Linked DNA regions of Mus musculus: region 2 is linked to region 1. Evidence: chromatin contacts called from public Hi-C data. All regions are on one chromosome and are shown on one strand. The core of a region is the stretch at or near the end of the contact, and the rest is flanking DNA. Distances in the headings are between cores, read along the strand shown.

Region 1 (5,177 bases), core at 1,766-4,265:
TAGAATTTTTAAGAATTTTAAGGTAGATTAAACAGTTCTACTGTTGCTTCAGCTTATTGTCATAGACAGCCTAACATAAGCTATTTTAATAACGTGTACCTTCATATTAGTACCTGAGGTGTTGGGTTTGGAAAGCCAAACTAGAAGATGCACAGCCCTGAGGTGGGGGGCTGTAGTTAAGCCTTGGACCAACCTGGGAATCCACAGGTGACCTTGACCTGTAAAGCTAGCCTGGCCTCCTCCTGTCTCCCTAGGAACGTGGGGTGAACTGATCCCACTTGCTGCCTTTCCATAGCATTCATTCTGTTTCAGTTACAAAAGCAGTGAATGATGGCAAACCACACTGGATTGCACCTGCAATCCTAGCACTCAGGAGGCAGAGGCAGGCGGATCACCATAAATCTGAGGTAGGGCCTTGCTTTGTGGCCAGGGTTGGCTGGAATTCTTGGTCCTCCTGTCTCAGCCTCCTAAAGTCTGGGATTATATCATCTCTAAACAACAACAACAACAATAACAGCAATACTAATAATAATGCCATTGCTGGTTATGATGTGCGGGTTACAACCCTGCACCTTACTATGCCCTAAACATTGCTTTAAGCTCTGCCCACACAGGAAATCTTTCCATCTCCTTGACCCTGGGAGGAAGCCACTCTTCCGTTCCTGTTTACAGATTCTCGGAAAGTGAGGCCGGGAGAAGGAAAGTCCCTGAGATATCTCACCTCTCAGAAGCTGATCTCTGGGGCTGGAGAGGTGGCTCGGCGATTTAGAGCACTGACTGCTCTTCCAGAGGTCCTGAGTCCCAGCAACCACACAGTGGCTCACAACTATCTGTAATGGGATCTGACGCCCTCTTCTGGTGTGTCTGAAGACATCAACAGTGCACTCATACATAAAATAGAAATAAAACTTAAAAAGAAAAAAAGAAGAAGAAGAAGAAGAAGAAGAAGAAGAAGAAGAAGAAGAAGAAGAAGAAGAAGAAGAAGAAGAAGAAGAAGAAGAAGAGGAAGAAGAAGAAGCAGCAGCAGCTGATCTCTGATGCTAGGCAGTCAACCTCTAGAGCTTGCAGCCTAGCCTGGCCCTTGCTACCAACAGTACATCATAGTGACACATCCTCTTCACAGAAAACAGAGAGGACCAAGGAGGGGGAAACATCAGCTACCAAAAGGGAACAGCTGTGGACATTTGAGGACACATGGCCCACCATGTATGGTGGTGTTCACCTTTAAGCCCAGCACTTTGGGAGGGACAGGCAAGGTTATTGCTGTGAGTTTAAGGCCAGCCTCGTCTATATAGCAAGTTCTAGGACATCCAGGGCTACATAGAGATCCTGTCTCCAAATAAAACCAAAAACCAAGATACACAGCCTAAACCTTTACCTGTAAATCTATGCAAATGAGACCACATGACTCAGGCTCTTTGGTAGCTTCTCCTCTTCTTTTATAGCATGAGGTTTTCTCATTCAGTAAAGTCTCTCCTGTAGCATGATCCTGACGGAAGTGTCTGGTCCGGCAGCCGTGAAGATTACACATTGGGCTTCCCCTCTGGGTGGCTGTGCAGCTGGCGTCCCTCTTATACATCACACGGACATGAGTACTGCTTGCTCTGTCTTGTGTGCCTCCTCCCAAGGAGGGTCTTAGTGGATGCTCCCAACAGGGACACCACACTGTCACCTCAGAGATGCAACATGGAGCTGTGGCATAAAACAGGACAATGCCAGAGCTAAAATTAAAGCCTTGAACCACTCACTACACCTGGTTCCAATCACAGGCATTGAAGTCACTATTTCATTCCGAATTCCCTGGGAATCAGGAACACTTGCAGACTGTCACAGGCCACCCTGAACTACACTGAGTAATTTGTTAGGCAGTAAGCACCCACAGGTTCCCATCGGGGGACAGTGATCAGTAGGAATGAGGGACTTGCTTGGCCCAGAACTCCTATAACCTGCTCCAACATCCCATCATGCTTTGCATACACAGGACAAATGCAAGGCAAAGAGACTTCAAATGTTAAACCAGCTTTGGGCCTCTCTGAACGTGGGGCCTGTGTAACTACCCTGGAAGCCACAGGACCACACAGCTGGCCACAGAAAACATTTGGATTGTCCCCGAAGAGGCCCACTCTAACGACGTCTGTCTTGTTTCCATGTCTAACCCCCTCTGCTCAGGAATAGAAGCTGGGGTTGTGGAAGGTGGGACCAGCTCTCTAAACACTGGATTCTGCTTGCAGAAGGTTTCTTCCTGGCCCGCCCTTCCTCCCAAGAGCTGAATAATCTAGGTGGTTGAGACTCTGCACAAAAGAGCAGGCTTGCTGGTCAATTCCAATCACGTCTTTGTTGGGAATCCTTGGCTGGTACATCCTGTAAGTTTGTAACTCTTCAGCTAGGAAGCCCAGAGTGCTCTGGAGGGTGAGGCTTGCCTGTGGATAGATAGGGCCACAATGGGCATGTACACCAGTACTTGGTGGGGGTGGGGTGAGGGTCCCCTCATCTCTGAATAGAGAAAGAAAACCCTCATGTGGGCTTGTTATCACTCCTTCCTCCCTCTCCCTTAACGTATTTCCCCCAGCCTCACCGACACCGCCCCTTCCCACCCCACCCCACCCCCACTGGCAAGGCTGTGCCCTACTTTGTGAGCTGCACAAGTTACTTTACCTTGCCGCCCCTAGACTGCAACCTTAAGGTCCTGAGTCCTCAAGCCTTAGACTTTTTATTGCCTAACAGAAAGAGAACCTCAGCATGGGATGGAGTTTCTCCACCTCCAACCTGCTCCTCCTGGTGGTATCATCAGAGTCCAGTGAGTTAATCCAGGCTTTCATCAAACTGTCTGTGATATAACTATTAACTTTAGCTGATGGTACAAGACACTCCACAGACCACACAGGCATTCTTCTGCCTGAGCCCTGATCTCTCATTAGGTTGTTATTGTCTGGACACTCTCTATCCATTTACACTCAGACCGTCATCCGCTTTAGCCCTTGCTCAACATCACCCTTGGATGGGAGGGGTAGGAAGACACCAACCAGCCTGTGCAGAGGCCTGAAGGAGGAACTGAAGCTGCTGTGTGCGTAGTGAATGAACATTCCAACTCCAGCATGTTACCACCGAGGTTGCTCACCCGCTGGTAGTGCCCACAGCCTGGCATGGCTCCCTACAATGTTTCTCTTTCTGTTAGGCAATAAAAGACTAAGGTTTGAGGACTCGGGACCTCAAGGTTGCCACCCTTGAACTCTCTCCCAGCTGAGCAGGTTGTCATCAGTAGCCCAGATCCCCCATCACAGCCGTTTACAACCTGGAGAAAATCCCTCACAGACTGCTGTGACATAAGGACAGCAAAAGCACTCGCTAGAACCTTCCTTCACTAACAACCCCTCTCCTCCCCTGTGGAACCTAAAGCCAGGGTAACCTTGACCTTGCATACACTTTACATTCTGGAATCTGGCATTAGTCTTTGGGGGATCAAACTCTTAAGCTTCTAGCCGTGCTATTCAGAGTGGCTGCCATCAGCCACCGGTGGCTATTTCTAATGTCAGCTTTAATTAGTTAAGGCTTATCTAAAATTATAAATTCAGATTCCCACGCAGTAGCCACGTTTTAAGTCCTCAGTAGCCACATGTGGCTAGTAGCTGTCATATGGGACAGTGCAGAATCCAGGGCGCTTCTGTCCTTCCAGAAAGTTCTATATGGCATGATGCCCTAAAGTAGCCCTCAGCAGCTGCCTTACTTGGAGCAAGTTACTTACTGTTCTACAATCTAGGTTTCCTCATCTGCAAAATGGAAATTCAACTACTCCTCAGCAAACATTTAACTAAGTGCCTGCATGGCTAGGTAGTATTTTAGAGCCTGGGGTACAACATCAAATGACACAGGTATAAAAAAGCCTCAGTGGACAGACCTTTTAGAGGATGGACTGTGGCATCCACCTCTGAGGGGTAATTTAAGGATAGAAACAGACATGAATAGCACTGGGCCATACCCATATCCGCAGCAGGTTGTGTGTGTGTGTGTGTGTGTGTGTGTGTGTGTGTGAGAGAGAGAGAGAGAGAGAGAGAGAGAGAGAGAGAGCTCATTGGTTAAGAGCACTGACTACTCTTCCAGAGGTCCTGAGTTCAATTCCCAGCAACCACACGGTGGCTCACAACCATCTGTAGTGGGATTGTATGCCCTCTTTTGTTGTGTCTGAAGACAACTACAGTGTACTCACATACATAAAATAAATTAAGTGGGGGGGGGCAAGAAGACATGAACACATGCTAGTACAGTTGATGTGCTTAATAAATGCTACCGCTATTATTATTTGGCTTAAGAGGCCCAAGCCAGCCTGGAATTCAGTCCTTTTGCCTCAGGCTCTAAAGGAATGAGATTACAGGTGTTTGTTACTCTGCTTAGCTGAGCTGCTACTTGCTAATAATTTCCTACTGTTTTTGCCACTCTGGACAGTAAGTATGTAATACCCAGGTTTCCACTTCCTAGTCTGCTTCCATGGCAGACATTGCTAATTGATCATTGCACTACCTCCCCCCCCCCCCCACTTCTGAGGTAGCAAAGGGACTCTTGGAACTGAGCATCAGGCTGTACTGACACATACTCCCCAGGGCTCTCAACAGGCCCTGTGAACTTCACCTCTGCTCTCCTACCCCAAAGTTCCTGCCCTGCATAATCCCGGAGGCTGAGATCTCTTACGTTCTAACTGTAGAGTTAAAGCTTTCTTCTTGTCCCTCTTTAGAAGAAGCAAGCATGCGGCTCATACCTCCTCAGCTGCTTAGCTGCTCCTCTGCTGGTTCTAGTCCAGTCACTGGCTCTTGGCTGGCTTGTTGGGGGTGGGACTCTGGCTGCTTTCTCTTCAGGTGTTGTGGAATCAGAGGTGGTCTTCTCTCTTCTTCCGGAAAGAATGGACCATGCCTCAGCTGGGCAATAAGTATTGGGCAAAAATGGCTGAATGCTGTCAGCCTTGTATCTCAAGTGGCCGGGAGACAGATGCTGAGCACTGTTGCAATCGGAGGAGATAAGGAAGGACAGAGCTGGCCCTGCTCCCTGGGAACTGAGGGAGGCAAGAGCACAGGGTTCTGAGGAGCCTGCCTCCTGCAGGAGGAGCTGCCCATCTACATCCTGACCCCTTGAAATGCCTGGCCTGGCTCCTCTTCTCCCCCATGGCCTGGGCCAACTCCGCAGGCTGT
Region 2 (5,177 bases), core at 707-3,206, 470 kb before region 1:
GCATGTGTGGGAGTGTGGCAAGCTGCAAGTGTCTCTGTCTCTCTTATAAACACACAGAGACAGAGAGAGACAGACAGAGAAAGAAACACACAGACAGAGGCAGAGGCAGAGACAGAGGCAGAGGCAGAGGCAGAGGCAGAGAGAGCGAGAGTGCTGAGACCAGCACAGTATTACATCTTAGATCCTCCTCCTATAGCTTGGGTCCCTTAGGCTCTCTGTCCCCCAGGTATGTGTGACTAAGGGTCCTGCAGGCTCCAGCTGCATAGTGACAGCTCAACTTGGACTGGAGGAAGTCAGAAGCCAGGCCTTGGTCTTGAGAGTTACCCAGATGCTTTCAGACACTGCCCTGTGGGGTTGCATCCCACCAACATGGCCTGATGGTGCAGCCCTCAGCTGGCCCCAGAATCCTTGCTTCCCTGTGTCCTCTGCCTGATGTCCCTCCTCCAGCTGTCCCTGAGTGACCAGAAGGGCAGGAAGACCTCTTGGAAAAGGGCAGGGTGCAGGAAGAGGAAGTGAGGTGGGGGCAGAATGACTCTGCTGGCTTCCTGGGGCAAGCGACATGAAAGGGCCCGTTGTCCAGGAGGGAGAAGGCCGAGGAGGCCTGGCTGCCACCCAGTGGTGCAGGCCAAGCTGGGATTTCCACCAGGGTGGTCTCTGGTCAGTAGCAGTCCTGCCCAACCAGTGGGCTAAGGATTAGGCAAGGTGCCTCAGGCTTTGTAGGAGGCTACACACCATAGTCAGTGAGCCCCAGGAGGGTCACACAGCCCCAGGGACACCCTGAAGCTTGCCTCCATGTAGGCCATAGAAGGACTTAGCCCATGAATTCAGTCTGCACAGGGGCAAACTAGGGACGATGGGGTTTTGCAGGGAGTAGGGCATCAGGGTAGCAGACTTGGGATAAGAACCACATTCTCATGAGTGTCTAGCCGCAGCAGCAGAGTCTGGGGATCTCTTTACCCACAGAACGGCCAGACCTTGCCTCATCCCTCCTGTAAGAGACCCCTGGGTTTGTCTCAGGCCTATAGAGCAGGTTGGGATGAGGTGCTGACTGTATGTACGTTCAGGTGACCCTGGGGCCACTGTGAGATCTGGTTTCAGGGAGCCCACTGCTTCACAGACTTGTGGACCCCACAGTCTAAGACCTGCTTCCTTTTTAGTCCTGGCACCTTGGGCATGCATACTGGCTTAGAGTCTTATGTGAGAGATGCCTTGCCCTAGACAGCGAGGGGACTGGAGGGTTCAGCTATGCCTGATCAGATGGCCAATGTGAACTGGAATCCACAAGATCTCCTGGGATACACTGACCACACTTCATGTCCTCAGGGTCTGGAAGGAGGGTCCCTTGCTGTCACCAAGCAAACAGGGAGTAGGTGGAATTGGGGAGACTTCTACCCACTGGCCTCCCGGCCCCCTGGCCAGCCTGCAGAGCCAAAGGCAGAATAGAAAGTATCGTGAGGAGTGAGAAGAGACAGGACCAGCCCCACTGAGTCTAACTGTACTTTCTGAAAGTCTCTCTGGGCTCCTACACTGGAGAACCCCCAAACTGAACAACCTGAACCTCTCAATCAGGAGAGACGAACAGAGTCCAGGCACCCTGGGAGAAAAGAAAGCAAACAAGGAGGAGTCAAAGATCAGGTCAGAACGAGGGTCTGGGGAGACAGTAGCGGTGATGGCTCTCACAGTGTGACACAGCTTTCTCTCAGGGCACACACACTAGCTGCTTGACCCCTGAGGACAGTTTCATCCCACAACCTCTGAGGGGGCTGTTGGCTGCTATTGCCATGTTGGAGACAGCGAAGTCCCCAGTCGTGACATCCATCCATCCATCCACCATCCATCTATCTATCACTGCTCCAGGAGAGCCCTCCGGGTTCCCCCTCTTATATGGTGGGTCAGCAAGGCATGGGCCTCGGGAGCAGCTGCGAGGCAGCCGGCAGGAGGCCAAACGCTGCAGAGCTTTGGAGCGCCAAGCCAGCAGGGACAGAGGGGCGGGTCAGGGGTGAGGCTGTGCTAAGTGGCTTATGCAGCTTGGGAGACGACTGACAGGCGGCTGGATTAACAAAGACGGGCTCTGTTCCCCGGCAGGTCATGTGGAAAGCTCGGCCGTGACCTCGTCACTTCTCCTTTTTAATTTTTTTGTAAGAAGAGATGTTTGTTCCTGAGCCCGGGGTGGGCGAGGGAGGGGTGGCTGCTACTCAGCCAGCTGTAGCCACATCAGCTGCCGGGCACAATGAACACACAATGGTGTGTCACCCAGCCCTAGAAGGCTCCCACCCCAGGCTGCCATCACAGGGCCGTCTGCCCGCCGATCTGCGCTACCACACATGACCCTGAGAGCCAGTGTGGTGTCTGCAGAGGGCTGCAGGGGGGACAGACCCTGACAGCAGGAGCTCACAGCGGCCAAAGGGGTGTCACAGACTCAGCAGACTGCAGTGTAGTTACATTGGCAAAATCCTGGCTTAATGTGCTTTTAAGTTCATCCCACCCGTTTATTTATATTTTGTTTGTTTTTGAGACAGGCTCTCAGGTAGTCCAAGTAGCCTGGAATTTGCTATGTAGTTGAGGATGACCTTGGAGCTCAGATCCTCCTGCTTCTACCTCCCCAGTGCTAGGACCACAGGCACGCACCACCATGCTCAGTTCCTGGGATGCTGGGGATCAGACCAAGAGCTTTGTGCGTGCCAGGTGAGCACACTGCCATCGCCCAGCTAATCCACAGTCTCCTTTCTACATTTGCAATGTAGCTAGCTAAAGGCTGGTGTGGAGCGTGTGCCCTGCATCAACCAAAAGGCTAAATGAGTGAATGAGTGGATGAATGAATGAATGAATGAATGAAACTATGTTATCTACTTGAATTTGCCCACCTGGCCACCATCACATCTTTAGAGCCTCACCAATCCACAGACACCCAGATCCATGGCTGGCCACACGAATATAGTCTCCTGACCTGTCCTGATCCCAGGCCGACTTTGAAATCATGTGAAGCTGTACTTGTGATCTGTCACCAAACAGAACCAGAGTGTACAACCACCACCACCACCATCACCACAGGCCCAAGAAAGCTGGGAAAAGCCTAAATCCCACCCCCCCCCCAGGGGCTTCACTTCCCCTGTGACCTCGCAGGCCTAGCTGCTGGCAGCCTTCTCCGCAGGTCATGAGGAGGGGGGGTTTCCGGGGGGGGGGGTGTAGCAGCAACATAGGATCCAAGAAGCCGGCCTTGATCTGGTGACTCCAGAATGGTCTCTGGTCTAAATCTTCTGCTTCAGACTAAGCGGAAGTAGACAGAGTTCAAGGGCATATTCGGACCAGACAGCCTTAGTGCTAAAAAAAAAAAAAAAACAAACCAAAAACACGTGGTCATCTGTATAAAAAGATTTTATTATGTACACAGCATTCTGCCTGCATGTGTGCCTGCAGCCCAGCAGAGGGCGCCAGATCTCATTACAGATGGTTGTGAGCCACCATGTGGTTGCTGGTAATTGAACTCAGCACCTCTGGAAGAGCAGCCAGCGCTCTTAACCTCTGAGCCATCTCTCCAGCAAGCCATAGTCATTTTTTTTTTAAAAATTGTATTTCTATATTTATTCATTCACCTACTCTTTCGTGTGATGTGTTTAGGTGTGCCTGTGCCACTGTGTACGTGTGAAGGTCAGAGGGTGAGATCCACCTTCCAGCTGGGCCCTGGGGATTGAACTCAGACCATCAGTCAGTGCAGAAAGCCTAGGCTCCTGAGTCGGGCCTATAGCGTGGTGCACACTCCTGGTTCCTAACCCACTGAACTATCCTGCCAGCCCCATGGTCATCGTTGTTGGGGACTGGAGAATTGCTACTGTACTGGGGAATAAATCCAGGGCCTTATGCAGACTAGGCACAATATCCTGAGCTACATCCCTAGTCCTTTTTAATTTTTAATTTTTTCTTTTTTTTTAAAGGATGTATTTATTTTATGCATGTGAGTACCCTGTAGCTGTAGACGCACCAGAAATGGGCATCGGATCCCGTTACAGAAGATGGTTGTGAGCCACCATGTGGGTGTCGGGAGTTGAACTCAGGACCCCTGGAAGAGCAGTCAGTGCTCTTAACCACCAAGCCATCTCTCCCACCCAATTTTTCTTTCTTTTGAGACAGTTGCAGTAAGCTATCCAAGTTGTCCAGACAGGCCTCCTCGCCTCTGCCTCCAAAGTAGCTAGATTAGAGTTTGTGTAAACAAACTCAGCAAAGTATATATTCTTGGGCTGGTGAGATGGCTCAGTGGGTAAGAGTACCCGACTGCTCTTCCGAAGGTCAGGAGTTCAAATCCCAGCAACCACATGGTGGCTCACAACCATCCGTATCAAGATCTGACTCCCTCTTCTGGAGTGTCTGAAGACAGCTACAGTGTACTTACATATAATCAATAAATAAAAAATCTTAAAAAAAAAGTATATATTCTTTTGGGGATGTTCATTGAGAACTTCCCCTCAAAGACCATTTTTGGGGTTCAGTGTTCATAACGGTTACTCTCGACTGTCACTTGGCCAGATCAGAATCACCTCTAAGAAACAAGTGTCCAATCACGTTTGTGAGGAAGTTTCTAGACCTAATTATTGAGGGGGGGGGGGAGACTCAGTCTGACTGAGGGCCACAACACGCCACAGGCTGGCGAGCTGAGCACCAGCATCCGACTCTGTCTGCTTGCTGACTCTGGATGCCATGTGCCCAGTGGTCTCATGCTCCTACCTCCATGCTGGATTGTCCTGTCAAACTGAGAGTAAAAGTAAACACTTCCTTCCTGCCTGCCTGGCTTCCTTCCCTCCCCTCTCTCCCTCCCTCCCTCCCTCCCTCCCTTCCTTCCTTCCTTCCTTCCTTCCATCCATCCATTGCTTTTGCAGGACATTTTATCAAACCAGAGAGAAAGGTACCCACTCCAGTCTGGGTTTGGTTTTTTTTCCCTTTCTGTATCCCACCACTCCCAGCATGGGGTCGGAGTCCCATGGGGGCGGAGTCAAGTCTTTTTAAATTTTATTTATTTTATTTTATGTGCATCGGTGGTTTGCCTGCATGTATACCTGTGAAGGCGCCAGATCTCCTGGAATTGGAGCTACAGACAGTTGTGAGCTGCCATGTGGTTGCTGGTAATTGAACCCTGGTCCTCTGGAAGAGCAGCCAGTGCTCTTAACTACGGAGCCATTACTCAG

What was found. A called contact is a pair of places that touch in the nucleus more often than the background predicts.
Region 2: a Hi-C map of rod photoreceptor shows a contact between it and region 1, with 2.7 times the contacts expected there. The contact joins two enhancer-like sites.

The regions. Positions count from the first base shown.
Region 1 is chr8:119,855,844-119,861,020 of GRCm38.p6, reverse strand. No RefSeq gene overlaps it. Among named protein-coding and RNA genes, the nearest start is that of Klhl36, 3.9 kb to the left of the region's middle. Within about 2 kb of position 3,015, at least 10 of the 459 cell types and tissues checked have an H3K27ac peak or open chromatin away from gene starts, as enhancers often do. A contact at or near this core is called in rod photoreceptor, where this site is marked.
Region 2 is chr8:120,320,145-120,325,321 of GRCm38.p6, reverse strand. It overlaps a transcript of Gse1 not described here. Among named protein-coding and RNA genes, the nearest start is that of Gm32968, 4.9 kb to the left of the region's middle. Within about 2 kb of position 1,956, at least 127 of the 459 cell types and tissues checked have an H3K27ac peak or open chromatin away from gene starts, as enhancers often do. A contact at or near this core is called in rod photoreceptor, where this site is marked.